Regions from separate parts of the Vulpes vulpes genome. Here region 1 is linked to region 2. Evidence: chromatin contacts called from public Hi-C data. All regions are on one chromosome and are shown on one strand. The core of a region is the stretch at or near the end of the contact, and the rest is flanking DNA. Distances in the headings are between cores, read along the strand shown.

What was found. Hi-C and Micro-C count contacts between places; a contact is called where the count stands out from the background.
Region 1: a Hi-C map of skeletal muscle shows a contact between it and region 2, with 4 times the contacts expected there. The contact joins the promoter of HDDC2 here to the promoter of LOC140597818 in region 2. A contact is called at or near these places in 2 of 3 Hi-C or Micro-C datasets (both in skeletal muscle).

What each region holds. Positions count from the first base shown.
Region 1 is chr1:57,494,950-57,501,226 of VulVul3, forward strand. HDDC2 (HD domain containing 2) reads left to right here and starts at 1,268. Exons shown (of 6, transcript XM_072764970.1): 1 at 1,268-1,417; 2 at 2,129-2,250; 3 at 4,269-4,371. The coding sequence starts at 1,334.
Region 2 is chr1:57,087,536-57,093,374 of VulVul3, forward strand. It overlaps LOC140597818, which reads right to left and starts at 4,488. Exons shown (of 2, transcript XM_072747965.1): 1 at 2,938-4,488; 2 at 1,182-1,570. The coding sequence starts at 4,488. The coding sequence ends at 1,469. TRNAE-CUC (transfer RNA glutamic acid (anticodon CUC)) reads left to right here and starts at 4,512; the gene lies at 4,512-4,583.

The DNA.
Region 1 (6,277 bases), core at 18-2,517, 400 kb after region 2:
GGGAGGTAGGAGGAGAGGGAGGAGGGAGGAGAAGAGAGAGGAGAGGGAGGAGTCAGGAGGGGAGGGTGGAGGGAAGAGGAGGAGGAGGAGGAGAGAGGAGGGGGAGGAGTCAGGAGGAGAAGAGAAAGACTGGGAGGGAGGAGACAGAGAGAGGAGGGAGGAGGGGAGAGGAGGGAGGGAGGAGGAGTCAGCAAGGGGAGGGAGGAGGAAGGAGGAGAGAGAGGAGAGGGAGGAGAGAGAGGAGGGGGAGGAGAGAGAGGAGGGGGAGGAGTCAGTTGGTCAACACTGTTGGTGGGAATGTGAACTGGTGCAGCCACTCTGGAAAACTGTGGGAGGTTCCTCAAAGAGTTAAAAATAGACCTGCCCTACGACCCAGCAATTGCACTGTTGGGGATTTACCCCAAAGATACAGATGCAATGAAACGCCGGGACACCTGCACCCCGATGTTTCTAGCAGCAATGGCCACAATAGCCAAACTGTGGAAGGAGCCTCGGTGTCCATCGAAAGATGAATGGATAAAGGAGATGTGGTTTATGTATACAATGGAATATTACTCAGCAATTAGAAACGACAAATACCCACCATTTGCTTCGACGTGGATGGAACTGGAGGGTATTGTGCTGAGTGAAATAAGTCAATCGGAGAAGGACAAACATCTCATTCATTTGGGGAATATAAATAATAGTGAAAGGGAATAGAGGGGAAGGGAGAAGAATCGGGTAGGAAATATCAGAAAGGGAGACAGAACATGAAGACTCCTAACTCTGGGAAACGAACTAGGGGTGGTGGAAGGGGAGGAGGGCGGGGGGTGGGGGTGACTGGGTGATGGGCACTGAGGGGACGCTTGACGGGATGAGCACTGGGTGTTATTCTGTGTGTTGGCAAATTGAACACCAATAAAAAATAAATTTATTATAAAAAATAAAAATAAAAAAATAAAACACACACACACAAAAAGGAGGGGAGGGTGGAGGGAGGAGGAGGCGGAGAGAGGAGGGGGAGGAGTCATAAGGGGGAGGGAGTAGGGGAGGAGAGAGAGGAGGGGAGGAGTCAGGAGGGGAAGAGAAAGACTGGGAGGGAGGAGGACAGGGAGGAGAGGGCGGGAGGAGGGGGGAGGAGAGGAGGGAGGGAGGAGACCGAGCGAGGGAGGAGGAGAGGGAGGAGGAGGAGTCAGGAAGGGAGGGAGGAGCGGAGAGGAGGGAGGGAGGAGGAGAGAGAGGAGGCGGGAGAGGAGGGGGGAGGGGAAGGGGGAGGAGTCAGGAGGGAAGAGGCGAAGAAGCCGAGAGGGAGGAGGAGGAGGGGAGGAGCTCCCGCCCGCGGCGCGCCGGACGCATGGCCTCGGGGTCGGGGTCGGGGTCGGGGTCGGGGTCGGCGGCGGCGCTGCTGCGGTTCCTGCGGCAGGTGGGGCAGCTCAAGGTGAGCGGCGGGCCGGGGCGCGGGGGCTCCAGCCCGCGGAGGCTGCACCCCTCCCCACTCCCGGCCTGCGGGCCTCCCCCTCCCTGCGGGGCCGGGGCGGCGCGGGGTGCGGGTGTCGGGGCGAGCCCGGGCGGGGGAGGGGTTGGGGTGCCCCGCGGCGCCCCCTCCGCCGCCCAGCCGCGCCGCAGCCCGCAGCGGGCAGCAGGAGCCCCGGAAAGGCTCCTCTCCTCTGCGCTTCCAAATCTGCAAGCCTGTGGCTCCTTGGGTTCGCAGCTTTCCCCACAGGCCCTGTTCTGCCTCTTTAAATGCAAAAAGTCCCAACTCTTGGAGTTCCGAGAAACGCAGTACTTTACAGTTTTATTTTTAATGTCTGAAGAACTCCTGTATGGCCCATAATTCCCACCCCAGTAACACGGAGTAACTTGACTGCTGGACTCTGCAGTGTTTACATGTGAATTATTTCTCCCTCTCCTCTTTGTCTTTTTGTATTTTGTATTTTATTTTTACTAGCCCCACCCCCTCTTTCTCCTTCTCTGACCCCACTGGCTTATTTGATTCCAGATGTGGACCATTGGGTTGGTGAGGCCTCCGGTAATACTTTCTGAAACCATCACGCTACTTCTGTACCCTCCTCCGTAGATTTCTCTCGAAGAGCACAGCAGACACGTTAAATATTTATTTTTATCAACTTTATTCTCTTCTTTTCATCAGAGAGTCCCCCGGACGGGCTGGGTATACAGAAGCGTCGAGAGGCCAGAGAGTGTATCGGATCACATGTACCGAATGGCAGTTATGGCTCTGGTGACCAAAGATGAACACCTCAACAAGGACAGGTAAGCTGCCGTGGACGCTGACACCTGTTAGGACCGCCGGTCTGTGGGTTCGGCACCGCTTCTTGTGACCGAGGCCTGTATCTAATTCTTGGAGGTTACTTAGAGAAAATAAATGAGAGACTATTTGCAGCGACCCATACAGGTTCAGGGGGTAGGAAGGGGAATTACATGTGTTGATTGCTTCGGTTATAAACTACATTCTGGTTTTCTTTTGGCAAGTGATAAAGCCTGCCTTGGTCTCCAGCAGACCTAAGTGTGATATTAGGATTTCCAGGCCTGCGAGTGAGTGTGGTAAGTCTCAAATCCTGTCATTGTGTTAGTACATTCTGTGCCTTAGTCTAGCCCCTTTCATGAACACTATCACCTGTTTGTGAGGTGATTTTTTCAGAAGGGTATGTGCAAGACATAGCTGAGAAAGAGGTATCTCCTTTTAAAGTCAACAAGTGTTTAAAGGTTTTGTGTGCACAGGACAAAGTTTCCTAGCAACATAGGACAGTAGGTAAATCTCCCATGAAGGACACAGGTCCCAACTGGCTTCTATAAAAAAGCACAGAAGAAGTTATATTCAAAAGTTGGCAAGGTTGGAGCACCTGGCTGGCTCTGTCAGTTGAGCATGTGGCTCTTGACCTTGGGGCCATGAGTTTGAGCCCCACATTGCCTTTGGGGATTACTTTAAAAAAAAAATTAAGAGTTTAAGAAAACCCACCAAGGTATTCTAGTAGAAGAGAGCAGGTGTCCTTGGCTGATCTTCATAGAGAGAGTGGAATCTCAGGTGAGTTCTGAAGAGTTGACTTGGTAAAGGAGAGGACACAGAGTGCAGAGAGGAGGATATAGCCACCAAAGCCCTGGTGGTAGGAAATTAAGGCTATGTTTTGGAAACGATACGTCGTAAATCATCAGTTTGATGGTAGCAAAGGTTCATTAGAGTTGAGGAGCCCTGTTACTCTGTAGATGGTGTGGAAGTGGGATTTTTGGCAAAAAGTACAAGACGAACGTGGTGTCAGTTAGAGATAACGAACCTGAGAGTAGCTGGAGGTTTGAACTGGATGACAGAGACAGGCTGAGGATGAGACAGTCTTGTGAACTGCCTATGACATAGTGGACACGTGAAACAGACTGGCCCTCGGGGGCATTTATATCATGACCTGCCTTTGTTACTTTGACAGTGATTATCCTCATCGTTAATCATTATCACCGGTAACCATAGCCATTTGCTTATTGATCAACATGGTGCCAGGAACACGCATTATCAAACTGAGTTTTTATACCAACCTTATGACGTATTACTATTCCTTTTTTTTTTTTAATACTTCGTTTATTTATTCATGAGAGACACAAAGAGAGGCAGAGACACAGGCAGAGGGAGGAGAAGCAAGCTCCATGCAAGGAGCCCCATGTGGGACTTGATCCCGGGACTCCGGGATCACACGCTGAGCCAAAGGCAGACGCTCAACTCAATCGCTGAGCCACCTGGTGTCCCTTACTATTCCTTTTTTACAGATGATAAAATGAAGGCTGACAGATTGGAGCCTTGAAAGAAATTAAGTAGCTTGGCAAAGGTCACACAGTGTATGAGTGGTTGCTGGGTTTGGAACTACAACTGCCCTAGTGCACGCATCTCTATGAGGAGCCTCATGTTGACATCTGGCTAGCATACTGGGGAAATGATTGTTTCTGAATTTTGTATCAGGAAGTAAATGCTATGACCAGATCCTCTCCTCCTGGCTTTGTCATATGAAGTCATCAACTTTTTAAAGTGATATTTGAAAAACTGGTCATTAAAAAAAAAATGCATGCTGTTTCTCCTGCATTCATGTATTACGGTGTTGAATATTAACGAGCAGTTTCAAATCGGAGTTGTTGTGGGCAGGGGGGTTAGAGTTACTCTAGAAAGTACTGCATTAAAACACCCCATGAAGATGGAGGGGGAAAGGAAATTGCAGCTTCACAGGTAAAGGAGAAGGTCCTGGCAGTGAATCTAACTCTGTGTGGTTGTTCACCATTTCTCGCCTGGCCAGATGTGTACGCCTAGCCCTGGTTCATGATATGGCAGAGAGCATCGTGGGGGACATAGCACCAGCGGATAACATCCCCAAGGAAGAAAAACATAGGCGAGAAGAGGTCAGTGCTGTTTGCTCCGCAAGGGACCACCGGAGGGACCCGTTGGTGACGCAGAGCTGTTGATTAGACCTGATGCAAAACTGTTGACAGAGTTTTGATAGTGACTCAGAAAGGGGAAATCAGGGGAGGATATTTGTAGGGTTTGAGGGCCTGGGCTGGAGAACGTTCAGATGGATCTCGTGGGACAGGCAGCTGGTTAGGTGGCACAGAGGTCAGGACAAAAGAGCCTCAGAGTGGACCGGTAGGACTGGTGAGGCGGAGTCACCCCAGGGTGTTGAGGAATCCGTTGTTGGTGCTTACTCTCATCTGGGTGGCTTACAGCCTTGGCTTCTAGAAGCAGGGATTTCTAGAAGTGAGCAGAGCACTGGTGTGGGTTGTTCTCAACCTTGTTTAACACAAGATCAGGAAAGTACGCCTGCTGCCTGCCTCATGGGACACCGGGTCAGGAAGCTGCTGGCTGCTGTTCTCGTGCGTACGGACATGGATAGTATGGCTTTCATTAGCACGAGGGCAGTTGCTAGAACTTGAAAGAATTCTCCAGACCGGCTGAGCTCTTTGGAGGAATGTTCTGCAAATCCCAAATATAATCATTATTATAGTTACTTGTGAGTTTCCAATTAGTCCTTTAGCGTATTGGTTAGAAGAAAAACATTTGTAATAGTAGGAAATGAACATCAAAAAAAAAAATAGTAAATCAGCATCAGTTTGGGCTCTAAATCCAGAGCCCAGGGCCAACGAGGAAGACATATTTGACACAGAAGTTGGAAAATCCAAGAAGGTGTTTTGTTTTTGTTTCGCTTTTCTTTTCTTTTTTTTTTTTTTTTTTAATGTTGAATAGCTGGTTCTCAATTCAGGGATTATTGCAAGGTACTTTTATTATAGGACATTGGTCCTAAATTGCTAAGTGGCCGGATCCTTCATCAAAATGGTTTAACAGGGCAGGTGGGCTTGAATAGCTGTTCTCAGAGCTGGGGGAGACGGCCGTTCCGTAGGCAGCAGGACTTTTATCCCTCCAGAGACGAGAAGATGCACGAGGAACACCACTTTAGGAATTCTGACATTATGGGAACAAGGGAAACGGTGTAAGGAATGTGTTCTTCCTGCCAATGTACAGACCCAGAATATAGGCTCCACATCACGACAGCCCGTAAAAGGGAGAAAGCTGAGGAAATGCTTCTCTGTAGGAGTCTAGACTCTTGGTGAATAAAGAGGCCCTAGACCGATTGGCAGAATGAATGCAAGACCCAGTTAGTTCAAGATCCTGAGTGGCAGGAAGAATTAGCCCCGGCCCGGAGGGTGTTGAGTGGCGCCCCGATGTAGAAGAAAGGGATGAGGACAAAACTCCCTAATCATACAGCTCATTTCAGGACACGTGATGGTTTTTATTAAGGATAAATCTGGACTTTGTGGAGAAGACGTGGTGCAGTGAAGTACCAGAGGGTCCTCGGAGACCGTAAAGTGACACACAGAGTGAGAAGACCAACTGGCCCCATGAAGGCTCATAATGAAAAAAAAATGAAAAAAAAAAAAAAAAAAAGAGAGAGAGAGTCCGTGGGCAGGCTGCCCAGCTTGTGAAGATGAGAGAAGACTGGCTACTGTCTGGACAGGAGTGAGGCCTGGCCAGTGACACCTCACGGAGGGGCCTGGTGGGGCCCCGGACAGAGGGACCCGCCGTCCTGGCAGTGATGAGAACTTCTCAGGCCTCCTCGTATCTCCTGGGTGTCCCGGGGGACTTGGTGGGACAGGGGAAGCATCGTGAGGACTCGCGCAGGTTCCGAGACAGGAAACCAAAGGCCTGGAAGAGTGTTGATACCCCCTTGCCTCTTCCTGCCGCGTGTTAGGATTTGGGAACAGAGAGAAAGGTCTGGAAGGTGAACAACTCTTTATGCAGACGGCGTTTGTGAGC
Region 2 (5,839 bases), core at 3,238-5,737:
AATCTATAAAGTACAGGGTATACCTGGACCATTTTTTGACAGAAGGTAAAGAAGTGCTCAAAAATTTAAGAGTCACACCAAAACAATACAGAAGCCAACTTAGAAGGACTCCTTTGGCCAAATTTGGGACAATTTAATTATTAAAAAAGATGATAGTGATGGATTAGAACACATTGAATAAAAACACAAAAACAGAAAAAGAATATGAGTCCAAACTGATATTTAAAAATTAAATAGAGAATAAAAAGAGAAAGGGAAGTTGTTTCCAGGAGAATGCTAAAATAACAGCATTTTGCAATCACCATGGTAATAACTGATCCAAGCAAAGACTGTCAGTGGGTGAAAGTTTGCTGAGGAGAGGATTCATATGTTCTCAAGGTACAGCGGACACCTTAACCAAATGCTCACATTTATCATGTTTCCTGTAGCTGCTATAAAAAATCAGCACAGGGACACCTGGGTGGCTCAGCGGTTGAGCATCTGCCTTTGACTTGAAGCAGGATCCTGGGGTCCCAGGATGGAGTCCCACATCGGGCTCCCTGCATGGGGCCTGCTTCTCCCTCTGCCTGTGTCTCTGCCTCTCTCTGTGTGTCTCTTATGAAAAAAAATGAATAAAATCTTAAAAAAAAATCAGCACAAACTTAATGGCTGAAGCCACATGAATTTATTATCTTACAGTTCTGGAATCCAGAAGTCTGACACGGGTCTCACTAGCCTAAAAATCTAGGTGTTGGCAGGGCTGTTTTCTTTCTGGAAGCTCTAGGGGAGAATTCACGTCCTTGCCTTTCTCATCTTCTAGAGGCCACCTGGATTGCTTAGCTCAGCGTCCCCCTTCCTCCTTCCTCAAAGCCAGCAAAGGTAGGTTGAGTTGTCCTCAAGTCATCTCGCTGGGATATGAACTCTCTTACCTCTCTCCTTCACTTATAAGGACACTTCTGATCGTTTTGGACCTAGTCAGATAACCCAGGATACTTCCTGTATCTCAAAATCCTTAATCACATCTGCAAAGTTCCAAATGCCATGTGAAGTAACATGTTCATGTGTGCTGGAGATTACCCCAGGGTCACCCCCATGGGGGCCATTATTCTGGCACAACATTGACTGTGAGAGATAATGTGAAATATCAGCATTAGTGCCTTCTGATGTAATGCACTGAGAAGGACCCATCACTTAAGGTTCTGTTTTTTGTTGCTGTTGTTGTAGCTTTAGATTTTATTCATTCATTCATGAGAGACACACAGAGAGAGGCAGAGACACAGGCAGAGAGAGAAGCAGGCTCCCTGCAGGGAGCATGATAGGAGGCTCGATCCCAGGACCCCAGGATCATGACCTGAGCCAAAGGCAGACGCTCAACCACTGAGCCACCCAAGTGCCCCTTAAGATTCTTTTCTTGTCAAAAGACATATTTATCTGAACTGAGGGCCTTTCTGAAACAACTGTCTTTCACTATTCAAAAACATCAATACTGTTAAAAAAAAAAAAGTGGGGGGGGGGGGAATTGTTCCAGAGTACAGAAAGGAGACAACAGAAATGTGACAACTGAATGCATTGTATAATCCTTGAGTGGATCCTGGGTAAAAAAAAAAAAAAAATTATAAGTGTTATTATGACAACTAACATATTTGATTTTTAACTGTATAATAAATAATAAGATTGTATTAAATTTAAATTTCCTAAGTGTGATCATTGTATCTCTTATTCTTAGGAAATATACAATAAAGTATTTAAAAGTGAAGCATTATGATATCTACAACTAACCCAAAATTCTTCAGAAAAAAATCAAGAGAAAGTAAATATGGCAAAACAGTAACAACTGGTGAATCTAGATCAGTACTGTAAAATAGAAATATAATGCTAGGCATATATATAATTTTAAATATTCTAGTAGATATGTTAAAAAGTGAAATAAATTTTAATAATATTTTAACCCAATATGTTTCTTTCTTTTTTTAGAGAGAGAGCATGCAGCCTGGATTGGCATGGCAGGGCAGAGGGAGAATCCCAAGCTGCCTCCACGCCTGGTGTGGAGGACAAGGGGCTCAATCTCACCACTTGATTTCAGCCAAAATCAAGACTCCTGCACTAAACCGGCTGAGCCACCCAGGCACCCCAACCCAAGTATATTTATAATTTAAAAATGTAATCAATGTAAAAATTATTAATGAGATATATTACTTTTTTTTTCTATATGAAGGCTTAAAAAACCAGTAGGCATTCGTCACTTCTAGAACACCTAAGTTTGTGCTAGTTACATTTCAATGCACGACAGTCACATGTTGCTGGTCTTACTAAATTGGACCCAACAGGTTCAGTTGAAGGGTGTATGTGTGTTCATTGTCCTACACCTGTGATTTTCTGTAGGTTTGGAATTTTTCAAGATAAAAAGTCGGGAAAAAGAGAAACATACTAGTTTGTATATGCATAGACTGCTTCTAGAAGGATACAGAAGAAACTGTTGACACTGGTTACCTCTGAGAAGAAGAAAGCAATGACTCGGGAAATGAGAGGGCTGACGGCCTTCACTGTACCTTCTTGTCCTTTTGTTTGCTGCATTATCTTTGTATTCTAACCCAGATCCTTTGCCAGGAAGCTCTGGTAGCCCCCAATTCAGAACAAAGAGCTCCACCTACTGAACTTGGTGTCCTAAAAGTTCCTTGAGAGAGGAGAGAGGTGTGTGTCCTCACATAGAGTGAAGTTTCAAAATTTCTTGTGATCCTTCCATCCTTATCAGGCTTTAACATCCTTTTAACCTACCTGCTTGCATATTATTAAACAATTCTAGACAAACGCTATCAATCACCCAAACCATCTCTGAGTTGTTGAAAATAAGAAACAGCATCCGCTCAGCTAAGCGGCCCGGGGCTGGAGGACGCGGCGTCTGATCAATTTTCCTTAAGCCTCCCCCCACCTTGCAGCGGGGCGGGGGCGCCTGGTTACCTGTGTCCACCTGGAACCTCGCCACTTCCAAGCGGAGCTGCATCCTGGGGCTCCGGCTCTGTGTCTCAGGAGGCTCTGAAGGGGGGCTGGCCCAAGGGGCTCCTTTACTCCTCTGGTGGTTGCCTCACGCCCGGCCGCGGCCCGCACACAAGGCGGGGAGGCGAAGCTGTTGCCGGGTCGGTAACACTTGGAACAACGCGAGGATCGTGGAAACGCAGCTGGTGTGGAGGGCTTCCTGGGTGCAGGTGCGGGTGCTGGTGTAGGTGCTCCCCGCGGTTCTTCCCGGGGCCCGCCGCCCACGGCTCTTTGCGGGCCCCCGGTGCAGGTGCGTTTGCAGGTGCAGGTGCTCCCCGCGGTTCTCCCCGGGTGCAGGTGCAGGTGCGGATGCAAGTGCTCCCCGCGGTTCTCCCCGGGTGCAGGTGCAGGTGCGGATGCAAGTGCTCCCTGCGGTTCTCCCCGGGTGCAGGTGCAGGTGCGGATGCAAGTGCTCCCTGCGGTTCTCCCCGGTGCAGGTGCAGGTGCGGATGCAAGTGCTCCCTGCGGTTCTTCCCGGGTACACGTGCGGTTGCAGGTGCAGGTGCTCCCCGCGGTTCTTCCCGGGGCCCGCCGCCCACGGCTCTTTGCGGGCCCCCGGTGCAGGTGCGTTTGCAGGTGCAGGTGCTCCCCGCGGTTCTCCCCGGGTGCAGGTGCAGGTGCGGATGCAAGTGCTCCCTGCGGTTCTCCCCGGTGCAGGTGCAGGTGCGGATGCAAGTGCTCCCTGCGGTTCTTCCCGGGTACACGTGCGGTTGCAGGTGCAGGTGCTCCCCGCGGTTCTTCCCGAGGCACGCTGCCCACAGCTATTCGCGGGCCCCGGGAGCAGGTGCAGGTGCAGGAGCTCCCGGCGGTTCTTCCCGGGGCCCGCCGGTGCGGGTGCGGGTGCAGGTGAGGGAGCGGGTGCTCTCCGCGGTTGTTCCGGGGCCCGCCGCCCACGGCTCTTCCCGGGCCCCGGGTGCGGGAGCAGATGCAGGTGCGGGTGCAGGTGCTCCCCGCGGCTCCTCCCGGGGGTCCGCTGGTGCAGGTGCAGGTGCGGGTGCGGGTGCGGGTGCTCCCCGCGGCTCCTCCCGAGGCCCGCCGCCCACGCGCTCCAGCTCGGCGGCCTGAGCCTGAGGATCGAGCACCACGGCCGCCCGGATCCGCGCCCCTGGCCGCGTGCCCTTCACCCCGGCAGGTGCGGCGGGAGGCGCTCCCCGCGGGGACCAGCCGTCGGTCCGCACGTGGGGGGCGGCGCTGGGGGGCCCGACCCCGCGGGAGCCGAGAGACGCCGGCAGGGCGCAGGGTCGGAAAGGGCGGCCGAGAGCTCAGAAGACGGAGGAGGCCGGTTCCGAGCCCCCGGGCCCCGCGCTGGATCAGCGGGAGTGACGCAGGCTCCTCCCGCGAGTCGCGGGGGGAGGCGGCAGCGCCGGGACTCGCTTGGTTCGGAGCCTGCGAGTCCGGGGGACGGAGTGGGCGGAGCTCGGGGCGGCGCCTCCCCGCGGCTGGGGCGGTGCAGGGATCTACAAGTGGCAAATGCATTTCGGGCAAGCCTGTGCTCAAGTTCCCTGGTGGTCTAGTGGTTAGGATTCGGCGCTCTCACCGCCGCGGCCCGGGTTCGATTCCCGGTCAGGGAAACGTATATTTTCCTAATCCGATCAATTCTTTTGAGTTCTTATCATACTAGTTTTATTCGATCATAAAAGTTGAATTCGTGATTGAATGTTGTTTAATCTGAGATTTAAAATATGCCTTTTCCGCCCAGGTACAGCGGCTTGTTCCTTCCGTGTGCCACCGAGCTCCCTGGAGTGGGGTGGGGAGGGGGGGGTAGGGACGGCACAGAGGAGGCTGTAGACACCGGGTTCCACCTGCTGGAGCACCTGGTGAGACGCCGTACCCAGATCGGAACTGCAGAGCTGGAAGGGAGCAAGGTGAAAGGTGGGGGTTGCGGGAGACCTGCACGGGAGGAGGCCTGCACAGAGAGGAGGGTGGGTGGAGAGGAAGGACAGTAAGTAGGTGGTGGGTGGGGACGTGGGGGACGCGTCTGTTGCAGGGCTCAACTCCTCAAATAAACCAGAGCTCAGAACATCGTGGAGGGAGGAGCAATGCACGGGAGATGGAGCCCACGCCCCTCCCCGGGGCTGACCGTGTTCTCTGTAGGTAATTCCAGCAGTAAAGTCCAGAAGTAGAGCGAGGAGAGCCGTGGCCCCCAGCACAGGAAGGGCCAAAGAGGACTGCCTATCGCAGTTGTGTAGAAAATCAAAGAACATGATGAAGGTTTTGAAGATGGCCTATTGATTTGGAAAGGGTGCTGACTGGGAGCCTGGTGAAGCCTGGTGAAGCTGTGTTACACTTAGACTTGGTTTGAAGAGGTCAGCCAAGTGAACTTTTCCTGTGGGTCTGGAGCGAAATTTTTGACTGATAATGATAGATTTTGAGGAAGTTCTGCTGTAAAATGAGAACTGAAGGCCCAAGAGTGGGAGAACTGAAGGCCCAAGAGTGGAAACGCTTCCTAAGAGAATGAGCACAACATAAAGAGCGAGGTTTGCAGGCTGGACTACTGCCAGAGGAGGACGAAGTAGGGAAGTCCAAACAAGAAGAGTCAGTAGGAGTCACGGTCAAAGGAGCAGAAGAAAGAGTCTAGAAATTGCAGTGTATTCATTAATAGCATGAAGGATATTTCTCTTGTTTGCTTAATTTCTTAACGGAGTTTTAATTTTATTTAGTCTTGGTGTCATCCTTATTGTGTTTCATCCATACTATTATTATTTTTAGTCAAATAAGTACACCTTTCTAAATACTATTGTCATTTAGACACAGCAGTACCATATCACATTACCTACACATTGCACAAAGTTGCTGCTTTCCAGAGCCAGAATATCGTGTTCAGTTC